Linked DNA regions of Mus musculus: regions 2, 3 and 4 are each linked to region 1. Evidence: chromatin contacts called from public ChIA-PET and promoter capture Hi-C data. All regions are on one chromosome and are shown on one strand. The core of a region is the stretch at or near the end of the contact, and the rest is flanking DNA. Distances in the headings are between cores, read along the strand shown. Region 1 holds the start of Rab4a (RAB4A, member RAS oncogene family). Region 2 overlaps Galnt2 (polypeptide N-acetylgalactosaminyltransferase 2). Region 3 overlaps Galnt2 (polypeptide N-acetylgalactosaminyltransferase 2). Region 4 holds the start of Galnt2 (polypeptide N-acetylgalactosaminyltransferase 2).

The links. Promoter capture Hi-C pulls out the DNA fragments that hold promoters and counts their contacts. ChIA-PET counts read pairs in DNA pulled down with a chosen protein or histone mark.
Region 2: an RNA polymerase II ChIA-PET map of memory CD8 T cells shows a contact between it and region 1, with 6 read pairs. The contact joins the enhancer-like site here to the promoter of Rab4a in region 1. A contact is called at or near these places in 2 of 39 promoter capture datasets (cranial neural crest and second pharyngeal arch cranial neural crest), 6 of 115 datasets of contacts at active chromatin or transcription factors (embryonic forebrain, forebrain, large pre-B cells and 3 more) and 2 of 9 other capture datasets (embryonic stem cells and macrophages).
Region 3: a promoter capture Hi-C map of liver shows a contact between it and region 1, with 1.8 times the contacts expected there. The contact joins the enhancer-like site here to the promoter of Rab4a in region 1. A contact is called at or near these places in 1 of 39 promoter capture datasets (liver) and 3 of 115 datasets of contacts at active chromatin or transcription factors (embryonic forebrain, embryonic stem cells and stem cell-derived neural progenitor cells).
Region 4: a promoter capture Hi-C map of embryonic stem cells shows a contact between it and region 1, with 2.7 times the contacts expected there. The contact joins the promoter of Galnt2 here to the promoter of Rab4a in region 1. A contact is called at or near these places in 3 of 39 promoter capture datasets (embryonic stem cells, hippocampal neurons and stem cell-derived epiblast-like cells), 4 of 484 Hi-C or Micro-C datasets (LSK cells, embryonic stem cells and nephron progenitors), 3 of 115 datasets of contacts at active chromatin or transcription factors (embryonic stem cells and pro-B cells) and 1 of 9 other capture datasets (adipose tissue).

What each region holds. Positions count from the first base shown.
Region 1 is chr8:123,804,140-123,807,479 of GRCm38.p6, reverse strand. It overlaps Rab4a (RAB4A, member RAS oncogene family), which reads right to left and starts at 1,484. Exons shown (of 8, transcript NM_009003.3): 1 at 1,314-1,484. The coding sequence starts at 1,344.
Region 2 is chr8:124,316,342-124,319,681 of GRCm38.p6, reverse strand. All of the region lies in intron 3 of Galnt2 (polypeptide N-acetylgalactosaminyltransferase 2), which reads right to left. Among named protein-coding and RNA genes, the nearest start is that of Galnt2, 87 kb to the right of the region's middle. Within about 2 kb of position 1,716, at least 129 of the 459 cell types and tissues checked have an H3K27ac peak or open chromatin away from gene starts, as enhancers often do. A contact at or near this core is called in forebrain, memory CD8 T cells and regulatory T cell precursor, where this site is marked.
Region 3 is chr8:124,263,083-124,266,422 of GRCm38.p6, reverse strand. The region is part of intron 1 of Galnt2 (polypeptide N-acetylgalactosaminyltransferase 2); the gene reads right to left. Among named protein-coding and RNA genes, the nearest start is that of Galnt2, 33 kb to the right of the region's middle. Within about 2 kb of position 1,487, at least 59 of the 459 cell types and tissues checked have an H3K27ac peak or open chromatin away from gene starts, as enhancers often do. A contact at or near this core is called in liver, where this site is marked.
Region 4 is chr8:124,229,707-124,233,046 of GRCm38.p6, reverse strand. Galnt2 (polypeptide N-acetylgalactosaminyltransferase 2) reads right to left here and starts at 1,653. Exons shown (of 16, transcript NM_139272.2): 1 at 1,398-1,653. The coding sequence starts at 1,520.

The DNA of each region.
Region 1 (3,340 bases), core at 235-2,734:
GTCTGCCTGTCCACTTGCCCCTCTCTAACCCATCTAGGTCAGCTCTTTCTCACACAGCCATGCTGAATCCTTCAGAACCTGCTGCCTGGTTTTTAATTGTTTATCCATTAAGGTCACAGCTGAATTTAAAAATCCACTCCTCGTTGGACCGCAAACTCTTGGGGAAGTTTCCATGGCACTCGTACACCGAGTAGAGCCTTCCAGGCCAGACCCTGGCCCCACCCTGTGGCAGGAAGGAAGCAGGGGCACAAACTGCAGATAACCTGACAGATCGTCATGCTTTTCCGTGCGAGTCCCTCCTTCGGACGACGAGCACAGACCACGTCAAAGTTTCAAGTCTCGTGAGGGACTGGCAGGCACAGGCCAACCATACATAGTAGTGGTTGTTTATTCTTGCCTCGACTGGGGGAGGGGGAGCACCCAGCACGTGCATTGAGAATGGCTGGGTGCTGCAGGAGAAAAAAAGATGAAAAAATCATGTCTCCATATCCAAGGCCTGTGGTCATCAGAGGACCATATATTTGTATTTATAAAGGTAATATAATGCAACCATATCTGGAGGGGAGGACGGGAGGAGAGAGGGAGGGAGGGAAAATACACGAGGCCAGGGGTCTACAGAAAAGAGACAGCATTCATCCACTTAAAACTCATTATAATCTCAATGCAAAGAAAGGAATTCCAACACCCCCACCCCACCCTCCCGAGGCCCACAACCCTGCCCCTAGAGACACAAAACGCAGGCGTGGCCCTGAGCCTTCATCCCTGCGGTTGGTGCTGCAGGGAGGAGGACAAGAATCGACGACAAATTGGCTCCTGCAACCCTGAGAGATTTAAACAATCCAAGGAGGAAAATGTAGAGTGAAACCAGGGTCAAAGCGGGAGGGAACTTGGTAGAATCACAGCAGGGGGCACCTGCTGGCCAGAGAGTCCAGACCAGCGCCTGATACCCCTAGAGCCTCAAGATTCCAGCCTAGCCTGAAACACCCAGACATTCTCAAGTTCCAGCTCGACCTTGACACCCCAAGAATATCAGGATCCCTCCCAGCCGCTGACACTTTAGGATTCTCAGTGTCTCCACCTGGCTCCTAACACCCAGATTCTCAGGATCCCAGCTGCTGACATTACTAGGATCCCAAGCCAACCCTAAACCACCCAAGACTCTAAATATCTCTGCCTGGTTCCTGACACCGCGAGGTTTGCAGGATATCTCGATATTCTAGACACCGGCTCTGGAGACCCTGACCCCGGCCCCCAACATTCCGGGACCCCAAGGCCTGCCCCTCTAAACACGTACGCAAACCCGCGCGTCTTACCGTAAGTCTCGGACATGGCGGTCTGCGCCATTCTGCCGCCACAGCTCCGCGGGGTCCGTCCTCCAGTCTCCGCAGAGCGAGAGGAACCGAGCGTGGAGAGCCGGGAACGGGCCCACGGCGAGCCGGCCACCGGCTGCGGCCCAGCGGGACTCGGCTCCGCGTCTGCGCACCGCCGCCCGGCGAAGGAGCCCGGCGGAGCAGGGGGAGGGGCGGGGTCGCAGGAGGAAGGAGGAGCGGGGCTGGGGAAGGGGAGGAGGGAGGGCAAGAGAAATGGTTGGAGGCTCCTAGTTGGAGGAGGAGGTGAAGGCAAAGGAGGATGAAGGAGGGGACCAGGAAGGAGGGAGGGCGGGACTAGGGAGGGGGCGCCTGCGCCCGTAGATCCTCCCAGATGGCTTAGCAGTACAGACTCAGCCTTTCTTAAGAGTGACCTGCCAGGCTAGGGTGGACAGGAGGCCGCCCGAGGGCTTGTTTTGACAGAAAGGGGGTTCACTAGCAGAAAGCCACGCAGGTGTGTTTGGTCACCAGAACTCTCCTGCTCACCACGTTAGTGGGCAGAGCAGTGCTGCTTGGCTCTTACTGCAGGCTAATTTCGAAGGTGTGTTCGGTTAATGAAGCAATACAGGTCAGAACCTACCCCTTCCTCCGAGGAAAAGGGTTGGGACATTTATTGAAAGGCAAATTGGGGTCGGGAGTTTGACCCACCTGAGCAAACCGGGGCCTAAGTAAGATCCTGCCTTCTTCACAGCAGCAGATGCCTGGGCTGTGGGAAGCCTACCGTGTACCTTTAACCTCCGCTGTCAGGCTCTACCACGGGTCAGACATTCTCTCCTGCCTCCGTGCTGCCTGTCCTAATATTTCATTATTGTGCTTTATGACAGAAAATTAAGGAGATGTGGGAAGGGAAAGAAGCCCCCGCCCCCATCCCGTAATCTTGTTGAAGTCTCTTGCTGGCACAGCATGCAAAGTTTGCTGTTGAGATTGTCTACCATCGTGTCGCTTGCCTATAATCCCAGCATTCAGGAGGCATAGGCAGGGTTGTTTCAAGTTGAAGGCCTATCTGGGCTACACAGCAAGGAGGGAAAACAAAGATGATAGAGACACAACTCAAAAAAATATATAAGTAAATATATTTTAAAATAACAGGAGTGACTGCCTGAATAATTCATTTGATATAGAGATATTTCATATACGAATGTGAAAATAGCCCAGCAGTGGTAGTGCAAGTCTTTGATCCCAGCACTGGGGAGGCAGAGGCAGGTGGACCTCTGTGAGTTCGAGGCTAGCCTGATCTAGCCTGTCTCCAAAAAAAAAAAACAAAAGGAAAAAAAAAAAAGAAAGAATGTTAAAATAGGAAGGAACTGCGCTGAAGGCCTGAGAGTGTGCGACCTTTGAGCTCAGCTTTCTTTCCCAGATGCAAATCTGTAATGTTCTGAGTCACCCACAAACACGATTACATTCAAAGCACATGCATGGTAGCACGGGCCTTTAACTCCAGATCTCAGAAGGCAAGAGACAAGCAGAGCTGAGTTCGAGGCCAGTCTGGACTGCATTCTGAGTTCTAGGCAAGCCAAGATTGCATTGTGAGACCCTGTCTCATACACAAACTAACAAACAAAAAGGAAGAAATATGTCTTAGTCTTTTGTGACTTAATACAGTAAAGAATCTTTTGGTTCTTATGACCTATGATTTTATCTTGGCCTCTGATCCTATCCAGTACACCGCAGGAACAACTCTATGATCTTGTTTTTTTAAAAAAGAAAGAAGGGAGGCATAGAAACTGCCAAGTGCAGAGGTGTGTTTACAATCCCGTCTCTCAAGAAATGGAGGAAGGAGGGCTGAGAGCTGAGACCAGCCAGACTTCGCCACTCCGTGCCTGGCTTGCATTTTTGTCAACTTGAAACAAGCTGGCATCTGAGGAAAGGCCAGCACAATTGAGAATTTGTCCATAAAATTGTCCTGTAGGCAAGCTGCTCGAGCATTTTCTTAATTAGTGACAACTAGTGACCCATTGAACTGTGTGGGACAC
Region 2 (3,340 bases), core at 467-2,966, 510 kb before region 1:
CATGCCCAGCTCGTGCCTTCTATTTCTTGAGTGATTTTGGTAATATTTTCCTAGAAAAATATCTATTCCATTTACATTTCTTTTCGTAGACATGTACCTGCAACTGTCTTATTATCTTAGCTGCTCTGGGTGTCTCATGAACACACAACCTATCAGAGGTTTCTGGTTTTGTTACAGATCGTTGGGGGCGTATCTGAGAGAAGCTGCACACAGTCCTCTGTTTCCTCTGGGTTGCTCACTTTGCCTCCCTCCCCCACTTCCTTCTGCTTCAGGGTTAGCCTGCGGTTCTGACACCTTGAGTTGGAATAGACCAGGCTACCCCATATAAAGAACCAAGTTGACTTGAATGAATTTAGTCCTCACCTGGAGATGTAGGGAGTTCTATATTCTGCCAAGAGGAACTGGGAACAGGGAACAGCCTCCTGGCTCTGTGAAGACAGTGAGATGTGCCCCACTCTGTCCTGAGCTGAGGTCTGTTCCTGCTGCTGAGGTGGGAAGATAACGTAGCTGGGAGCCCTGTGGCTGGTCTGATTTCTGCCTTTGCCACTCACCGGACGACGTGTGAGTCTCTACAGCATGCTAACAATCAGAAGTCTCAAAACCCTGAAGAACTTAAGGTAGATCTTTCAGCTTCCCAGCTGGGGCACGGAAGTGCAGTGAGGACTGCTTTCACAGGAACACTGGGAGGATGTAGGCCCTGAGCAGAGGCAGTGGCTCACTGGAAGCCTGAATTCGCCCCCCCCCCCCCCAGTTCCTCTCAGCTGGGGGAAGACAGATCTGTCATCTCAGTGGCTGCCTTGGCAATTGATACAATGTTTCCAAAGTGTCTGGAACAGTCATCTAGCCTGTTGTGTGGCCGGAGTGCTAGCCAAGCCAGAGCTGGAAACACGTTCCCCACTCCTGAGCTGGCATCCAGGGTGAGCAGCTGCTGGAAAGCTACAGACAGCTGACCACCATCACAAAGCCGGACCTGGCCAGGGGATAGCAGGCTCACCGGGGATACCCAGAGCTGAGTCACATGCAGGTGCCTGGCTCTGCGGAACACTGATTGTAACCTGTAACCAAGCAGGCCAGGCAAAGAGCCCCAGGCTGTGCTGAGGCAGCTACCCTTAGACTCATTTGTAAAAACTATTTTTTAAGTTTTCATATACACATGTAGTTGTGTTAAGCCTGTTTCCCATATACCTCTCCCTCCCTTCCCAAGCGCCTCCTCTGTTCCAACCTAGACGGCTTCATTTCTACCTTCCTGTCATAAATACATACATGATTTTATGTATATAAAGTCTATATAAAGTCTAGGATCTGCAAATAAGAGAAAGCGTGTGATGTCTGTCATTTTGAGATTGGCTTATTCACCTAATATGATTGCATCAATTTTCCTATAAATGGCATGACGGCTCCTTCTTTACAGCTGAAAACAACCCCAGTGTCCTTGCCTTTCCCCACGCTGATGGCACCTGGCCTGCCTCTGTAACGTGGCTGCTGTGACTACCGCTGCTGTAATTGTCAATGTGCAAGTGTCTGTCTGTGTGATCTTGACTTGAATGTCCTCTAGGTAAATCCCCAGGAGTGGTATGGCTCCGTTGTCAGAAGATATGGTTTTGTGGTTTTTTTGTTTTTTTGTTTTTGTTTTTTTGAGAGACCTCCACACTGTGTGGAGAGATGCTATTCATGGCAGCAGCATACTGCAGAAGCAGAGTTCCTGCCTCTAACCACAGCCAACGGCACATACGGCAGACCCAGCCGCAGTCAGATACACAGAATGGGCTTGCTGGAAACAGCCCCACCCCATCCTACCTGAGCTAGATACATGTCTCAAGCTCTGCCCAGCAAAATAGCACAGACAGCTCTACATTTCAAGATGGTTGCTATGGAATTTTCCAGAAGCCTAGGTGAACAATTTGATAACTTCTGAATTAAAAATTGAGGCAGATATAAAAAAAAAAAAACAGTTAAAAGAACCAAACTAGCTGTTATATAATGCTTGCTTAACCAAAATGCTTAGTGGCCCTCCCAACAGCAGGGGCAAGACGGACATCCAGGTCCCAGCTGGCTCCTAGCCAGTCCTGATATCTACCCAGAATGCCCTGGGTCTTCTAACACCAGAGAACCGAACCCTAAAATACTTAATGACCTTTGCAGACTGCTCTGAAATTAGGCTCCTTAAGGTCTGGTTGCCAGGGTCTGACAAGCCCTGTTCACCCTGGGTTTGTTTATCTCATGTCACCATTATTAACCTAAAACAGCTTTCTCACGCCCTATAGTCCTGGCACCACATACCACAAACATCAGAGGAGCCAAGTTCAAAACCACAGCACTCATCACCTCATGGCACAAGACGCTGCCTGCCTCACTGACCGCCCTGCCTCGGAAAGCTCCGTGCCCTTTGGGAGGCTGGGGGTTCAGCACAAAAGCACAGACGGGGCCAGTAGCTGGCCTGGCACACTTCAGGCTGGGCAGCCTGGGAGGTGGTGCCAGCTCACAGAGGAAATCTGAACCTGCAGAGCCTCATGGGGTGCATTCTGCAGGCTGAGCTGTCGCAGGAGGCAGTGAAACTCTTTCATCAGGACTATCACCCACTTTCCACCACCTTCCGTTTTCCAGACGTTAGCTTTTAATGGAAAACTTTGAGAAAATAACAGCCTTACACAGTGCTGTGAGCGCTCCCTTAATCTCCCTAAGAACACCTCACCAGCAGCCATTCCTGAGAGTCAAAGCAAGACCTGTCCCTTTAAACTCATTCCTCCTGATGACAGAGCTCTCCCAGGAGTTCAGCTGCAGAGCAGCCAACAGGAACCACAATGCACTCCTTCCCTTGCTTGACCAGATGCCTGTCTGGGTCCCCCAGATGCCTGCCTGGGTTCCCCAGATGCCTGCCTCAGTCCCCAGCTGCAGATATCCTCCAACTACAGCTTCCACACGTGGGATGGCCCAGTCCTGCCTCACACGGAGCCATCCATGCCTCCGTTTGCTCCGCTCCTCTGGCATCCAAGTGGCTGAGCTCCAGGGCAACCTTCCCATGAACTGCCTGGGTGAGCGGCTTACGTTCCCCCCTGTGCTTATCTCTTCCAGGCCGAATGCCAGAGCCTCGGAGCTCTGTAGGGTGGCCATTCTCCCTACATGGAGCGGATGGCCAAGATCCTGAGCTCTGCCCAGCAGGAGGTCTGGAAACTGCCTGACCACAGATGCCTTCAATGTTCTGCCCTTGTCAAACAGATCAGCTGGCAACTGCAGGCCATGCTGGATCCTCTGTTTTCAGAGATAAGGATAGACAGGTATTTAATCCCTGGGTGCGTGGAGGTGGCCGTCACCATTCATGCTATAGACAGGACATCATCAC
Region 3 (3,340 bases), core at 238-2,737, 460 kb before region 1:
TTTTTAAAGAGCTGAGGAAGCCATTGGCAATTTTACTGTAACTGAAGGGTAGAAGCCATAACAGCATCAGCTGGGTCGGTGTGGGTGATGACCAGGGCACCCTGGCCCTGGGAAGAAGTCTGGAAAAATGGCTTGTGTGGGTAGAAGAGCGAAGCAGAGACAGTCAAGGAAAGGATGCCCTGAGGAACAGGGCTCCAAGTCTCTAGGGGACCATGGAAGAACAAGGGCTACAAGCCTGTCTCATGACTGTGAGCCACAGGGTTTGGTGTTCAGTTGGCATAGAGACATAGTGACACAGAGAGGGAGGCACGTGGATCCCACTTAGAGCACAGTGTTCCGATGGGTGGAGGCACCACGTGTAACACCAAGCGGCTCAGAGGCCAGCCCATTCCAGGAAGAAGTGTGTGACAGCTAACTACCCGGGGCACCAAAACCTGACCTGCTCTGACAGACACCCATGCGTCACTGGGTGACAGGGGAGACCAGGTCACACCCCTCCTGCAGAGTCATGTGACACAGGCTGGCAGGGTGTGGACAGCTGCCTCTGCCTTCCACTCCTCACGCCTGCTTTGGTAAGGGCCATGCTGTGCAGCAGACTCACACTGAGGCCAGGAGGCCAGTCCGAGCTCCCTGGGTCTGACTCTGGATGCTGACCCTCATGTTCCCCAGCCTTCCTGACAGGGAAGGGCAAAGCAGCAGCAAATGTCAGCCACACCTGGTGGAAGCACTCAGAACGGCCTGGCTGGGCCAAGTGCACAGAAGTAGGAGGGACAGTGGGCCAGGTAGGAAGAAGCATCAGACCACCTCGAAGCTCAGCATGTTCATCATGGTACACCATGTTCCCTGACCAACAGGAGTCTCCTGAGAGGCAAGAGCAGGAAGATAAAAGCCTGGGTATGAGCCCAGGGCAGCCCTGAACCTGACTGAGAAATTTACATTTGGATAATTCCTCCACAGAGGGCAGTTCTGAAAACACAGGAGACAGGCAGGCTAAACTGCCCCAGCCAGGCATGGCAGAAAACTGATAGAAATATGATCTTGACAGAGGTCTAACAACCTGTCATGGCCTGAGAACCTGCAGGCCAGGGCTAGAGTGGAGCAGGTCAGGACCTGTATACAACTGTAGCTAAAGCTAGGCTTGCACCAAGGAAACCTGCGTGAACCCCGGTCTGTCTTAGAATGAGGCAGAGACCCAGGCTTAGTTAGCACAAGTTTAATGGCCCTCCTGTCAGACATGCAAGGGGACCCAGGCCTCTGTCCACTGCCTCTCTCTGTGAGTCAGACCTCTGGCTCGTGCTGCCATAACTCTGCCGAGAAAGGCAAAGGACAAGCTGCATCTATGCATATGCTGAGACCTGGGCACCTTCCGTTCTCTGAGCTGTACATCATATGCTAGACCTTCCCCAAGGGCCTTCGCCAGAGACAGCGACTTCTTCTATCCCACCAGGCATAACGTGCCCATGCGTTGCTCCCTGGGCAGTGAACATCTGACACGTGAAAGGCCTACAGGCATCATCAGAAGCCAGAACTTTCTGCCTCCCAGCCCTCTTGGTAAGGACTATCCCATCAATTGCTCAACACATCACGCAGCTGCCGTGCCAAACTCATGAAACAGGCTGTACCCATGCTGCTTTGCAGCTTCACGGTGGGTGCTCACATTCTGGACCCGAGGAAGGCCAGCCACAGCCTCTCCCCACACACCTAGGCATGGCAGTGGTACCTGTAGCCACAGACACAGCCTACGCGCAGTGCTGAAAGCGTGATGCAAACCAGGCTACTGAGCCGTGAAAGAGAGACATGGCAGAAGAGAGAGCAGGGCTGGAAGTACAGGGCTCATCCTGCTGCCTGTGCAGAGTGGAGTGGCTGCTCTGGGCATCACAGGAACTGAACCAACAAGTCTGTGCCATGGCTTAGGGCTCTGCTTCTCTGGCCAACCAAGTGGGGTGGACACCTCTTCATGCCAGAAGCACCTTAGAAAGTACTCTCACACGCGATCAGAAATTAAGAAGGATCTCAGACCCTGATGCCAACGCTCTGGCTTCCTGGGCGCGGTCATTACTCAATGCAAACGGGCAGCAGAATTCAGAACAGAATCCAGAATGCAGGCAAAACTTTCCTGAGCCCATGAGGACAGCTTGCTTTTTGGATGCTTGAAAAACTCAATGTGTGTGTTTCATCCTGGCACACAGCCCAAGAGCAGACCAGGGTCATCCTGGGTTTTACAAGCTTCCTGCAAGCTTTGACGGAAGCTCAACAGTACAGCCTTCCTCCACACACAGATACCTCGACCCCACAAAGAGGCTCAAAGGTCTCTGTTTAACTCGTATAAGAAAGAGCAAATCCCACCCCAGAAAGGGCCCTTCTCAGAACAGAGTTCCTGCACCTTCATACCTGTGCTGACCGTCCTTCCTTTCTCCCTCCACCATATCCTAGCAACTCAGGCTAAGGACAAACACAACGCGGAGGTACAAAATGCTTTCTGATGATCCAAGTCCTGTCCATTATCAGCTACCCTCATCTGCATGACATATACTCCCTCTGCAGATAGGTCGCAGCAGGAGCCCATATTAAATTGGGCTCGTGGGTTCCCTCAAGGAGGCTCAGCCCAGGCTGAGAAGCTGGACTAGGGACAGACAGATACAAGATCTGAGCAGAAAACACCTCCACTGAAAAAGTAGCAGAGCCACCGATCTGGGGCACAGAACCAGGCCACTAGACTGTGGTGGCCCAGGCTGACTCCAGGTCCCAGTTCCTGGCAGCCTTCCTTCCTCTTGGTGAAGTGAGATGCCCTCCTACCCCAAGCGTTCCCTCTTCAGCTTACTCCTGTCCTGGGCGGTTTTCACTTGTAACCAAGAGGCTCTAAGAGGGAGACACATCTAGAACAGAACAAAAGGAGCCTGCTGGCGTGTACATCCTGGCTTTGGGGAGCAGGGACAGGCAGATTCAGGTGACCCGGCCTTTCCTCCCCAGGAAGGTTTTCCCATTCTTCATCTTGCATAAATTTCCTGAGTGAAAACAGTTTTCATTTTAAGAGGCTTTAGTTCCAGGCAGCCTGACAATTAATTTAATCCAACGACCTAATCAAACCGAGAAGCGTAACAGCAAACATTTCCATCCGAGTGCAGGCGCTGGGACTTAACGGAGTGGAGGTGGGGAGGGAGATCCTAAAGGATCCCTGGGGATTTCTGCAGGAAGAGAGAGTCAGCTCACTACGGCTTCTGAGGAAACAGTGGCCAGGCTGTCTCTGGGGAGTTCACCTGGAATGTTAGAACATGCATGCAAACACATGTCACATGCACAGACAAATAGGCATGTACCGTGGGCACCATGTTATGTGTAC
Region 4 (3,340 bases), core at 404-2,903, 430 kb before region 1:
TGGCTGCTGCCACCAGCCACGCTTGCTAGACTTAAACCCTAGCAAGCAGGGGCTCCCAGCACAACAACCATTCAGAAAGCAGGGCTAATGAGAGTCAGTGTCCACCCCACACAAGCCAGGCACAGGGAAACACTGTTTCCATGTTCGTTACTGAAAATAAAAAACGAATCATGAACCCCTCCCAGAGTCAAAAAGACACTTCCACCTTCCTCCCTCCCTTCCTTCCTCCCTCCGTACCTGCAGCTAGGAATAACTTGAAGATGCCAGAGAAAAAGGGAATCAGCCATGTGCCTTTGACATTCAGTGTCTGAGTAGGGGTAAAGTCGGCGGCTGCTCATGGGCAGTCCATCCTACTCAAGATTCTACCCCCTATCTCCCTAAGCCGCGATCTACCTCCATTCTTTTCTGGTCGTGTACTGTTACTCAAAATCAAGTAAGGAGGGCTACAAATCTTTGGAAAAGATAACTATATTTCGAAGCTCGTTAGCTAGTAAAACACCACAAACCCCTCAGGAGAGAATACAACAGCCTAGACAGCACCAACCAAGGCAAGGATCCCACGCTCGCTCGGTGTCCACTCGGTACCCAAGCCGAGATGACTGCCGAATCAGAACCTGTAAGCTCTAAGACTCCCGGCCTCACTACCGAACCCACCAGAGACACACACCGAGGAGGGACTTGGGGTTAGGAAATGCGGACTTGGGGTTAGGAAATGCAAGCGCAAAAGGCTAGGTAGTTCCCGCCGCCGTGAGCGGCCAAGGGCCGAGGTGGGCAGTGTAGCAAGTAGAACGGGAGGTCTGACAGAACCACGGTACGACCTCACTGCCGGGGTGCTGGATGGGGAGGATAGGGAGGGATCACGCCTCTGATCACTGGAGCACCAGGGTTCCAGCCCGACCAAGGTCCCCAAGATCTGGGCGCAAGACGAGAGGGTCGCGGGTTCCAGTTGGGCGGAATGTGGCTCGGGGAGCACCGGGTTTCGGGTGACAACGATCCCCAAGATCCCGGAGCAGGGAGTGGGGCTCCGGGGTGATCTGGGCGGAGTACGGAGCAGGGGGCAGGGAGTCCGGCGGAAGGGTTGTCCCTATGATCCCGGCACAGGGAGTGGAGCGCAGTGTCGCCAGCGAGATAACAGCCTCCAAGATCCTGGCGCAGGGCGGTACGTGGCTCCGGGTGCCCGCGCCCCGCATGCGGGAGGCAAGTCGCTGCACCCAGAGCCGCGGGTGAGCCGGACAGGGCCGGAGCTCGCGCCGCTGGCCTGAGGGCCCGGAGAAAACTTGAGGCGCGCGTCCCGGCCAGGGTCCCCACATCTGCTGCCCCGAGCCGGGGAGCACTCTCGGTGCACGGCGCCTCCCCGCTGCAGGCCCGGGTCGGCGCACAGGCCTCGCGGCACTCACCTTCCTGCCGGCGCCGCCCCCGCCCGCGGCCAGCGCGGAGCCGCCCCCCGAGTACATGTAGTAGGCGATGCCCAGGACCCAGAGCAGCGCGAAGCACAGCAGCATCCGCGAGCGCCGCCGCATCCTCGCTCTGGGCGGCCGCCGGGCAGCCTGGCGGCGCGGCGGGCGGAGCGCGCGGCGGGCGGAGCTCGGGGCGGCGGCGCGGGAAGACGCGGCGCTCGGCGGGCGGCGCTCGGCGCTCGGCGCTCGGCGCCCGGCAGGAAGCGGCGGCCCAGCGGCGGGGTCAGGGAGCAAAGGGCGACCAATCGACGCTGAGGGGCGGGCGCGGGGGCGGAGCCGAGTCTCCATGGCAGCGGCGCCCCGCCCACTGCGCGCCCCCGGGAGTGGCAGGTGGAGGCAGCGGGCGCGGACGCGCGGTTCCCCAAAGACTTGGAATGGGCCAGTCTGCAGAGATCGCCCCGGCCCGCCATCCGTCACATTCACTATTTGGGCAATAGTGGGTTCTTGGGTTTTTATTTTTTATTTGTGCTTTCTCTTTTTTAATATAAGGTCTCATCCTATAATCCAGACTGACCTCGAACTCACCATCCAGCCCATGCTGGCCTCAATCTCGCAGCACTCCTTTTGCATCAGACTTCTGAGTCCTGGGATAACAGGAATGCACTGCCCTGTGGTCTGAACAAGACTAAGACAGGGAAGGTAGATTTCAAGGCGCTTGCTTGTAAGGATGACCCTTCCTGCTCTTAAAAGCAAAATGGAATGGTGGTGGTTTTAAATAAACGTGAAAAAGAGGGGAGATAGATGGTAATTTATGTTTTTAAATCTTTTCGGTTTTTTATTGGTTGCTTTCTTGAAGGAATGAGGTGAGCATAGTAACCCACTTAATAGAGCAGGCAGCAGCGAGTTCCCTGACAGCAGCTCTGGTGACTGTAACCTTGTCCATGACCTTGTGACTCTAAGTCCCTGTGTCTGGAAAAGAATTTCCAGTACTTGAGAGCCTGCAAATATTTCTGAGATCTGCCCACACTGCAGGAGGAAGGAACTCCCTGGGCGGCAGTCTGCCCAATCCTGAACAAAGAGCACCGCAAGCCTTGGGCTACCAGGATTCTGAGCCTCACCTGAACTTCAGACTTCTCAGAAGTGAGAAGGGAAAGCCTCTTAGTTCCACCAGACACCCCATTCCTGAAGACACCCCATTCCTGAAGACATCCCATTCCACCAGGCACCCCATTCCACCAGGCACCCCATTCTGCAAACACCCTTCACAGAAGACAGGTTTCTCATACCCTAAGAAGTTCCGTTCCAAGTACTAGAATCCGAGCACTGTACTGACCAGGGAAGAGATTTGTAAAATACTGAAGAGATGACAGGCTTGAAAACACCCAAGAGTCTTGGGGACAGTCAGATAAGTGGGAACAACTGTTGCCCCTCAGAGGCCTGGGAGTGAAGGGAAAGAAGAGGAAGCAGGACAAACCCCAAAGAGCAGGAAAGAGACAAGCAAGTGGCCCCTCCCCCAGCATAGCATCAGCATCAGTATCTGTTGAAAACTGCAGAGGACAGAAGAGAAAGTCCCCACCCGGAGCCCTGCCTCCAAATGCTTCCTATCTGAGAAGTCAAAGGACAGCAAAACTGCTACTACAAAAGCAAAACAGAAAGTTAGTCATATTGCTGAGTGTGGAAGAGGAATCCTAACATTTCATCTGATTATGCTCCCCAACACACACATGCACACACACAGGCACGAGCACACACACACACACACACATTGACTGATGGTGGTTGTGTCACCTGTAATCTCAGCATTCGGGAGGTTGAGCCAGGAAGATTGCTAAATGAGAGACAGAGAGACAGAAACAGAGAGACAGAGACAGAGAGACAGAGAGAGACAGAAAAAGACAGAGATAGAGACAGAAGAACAAGGAGGAGGAGGAGGAGGAGGAGGA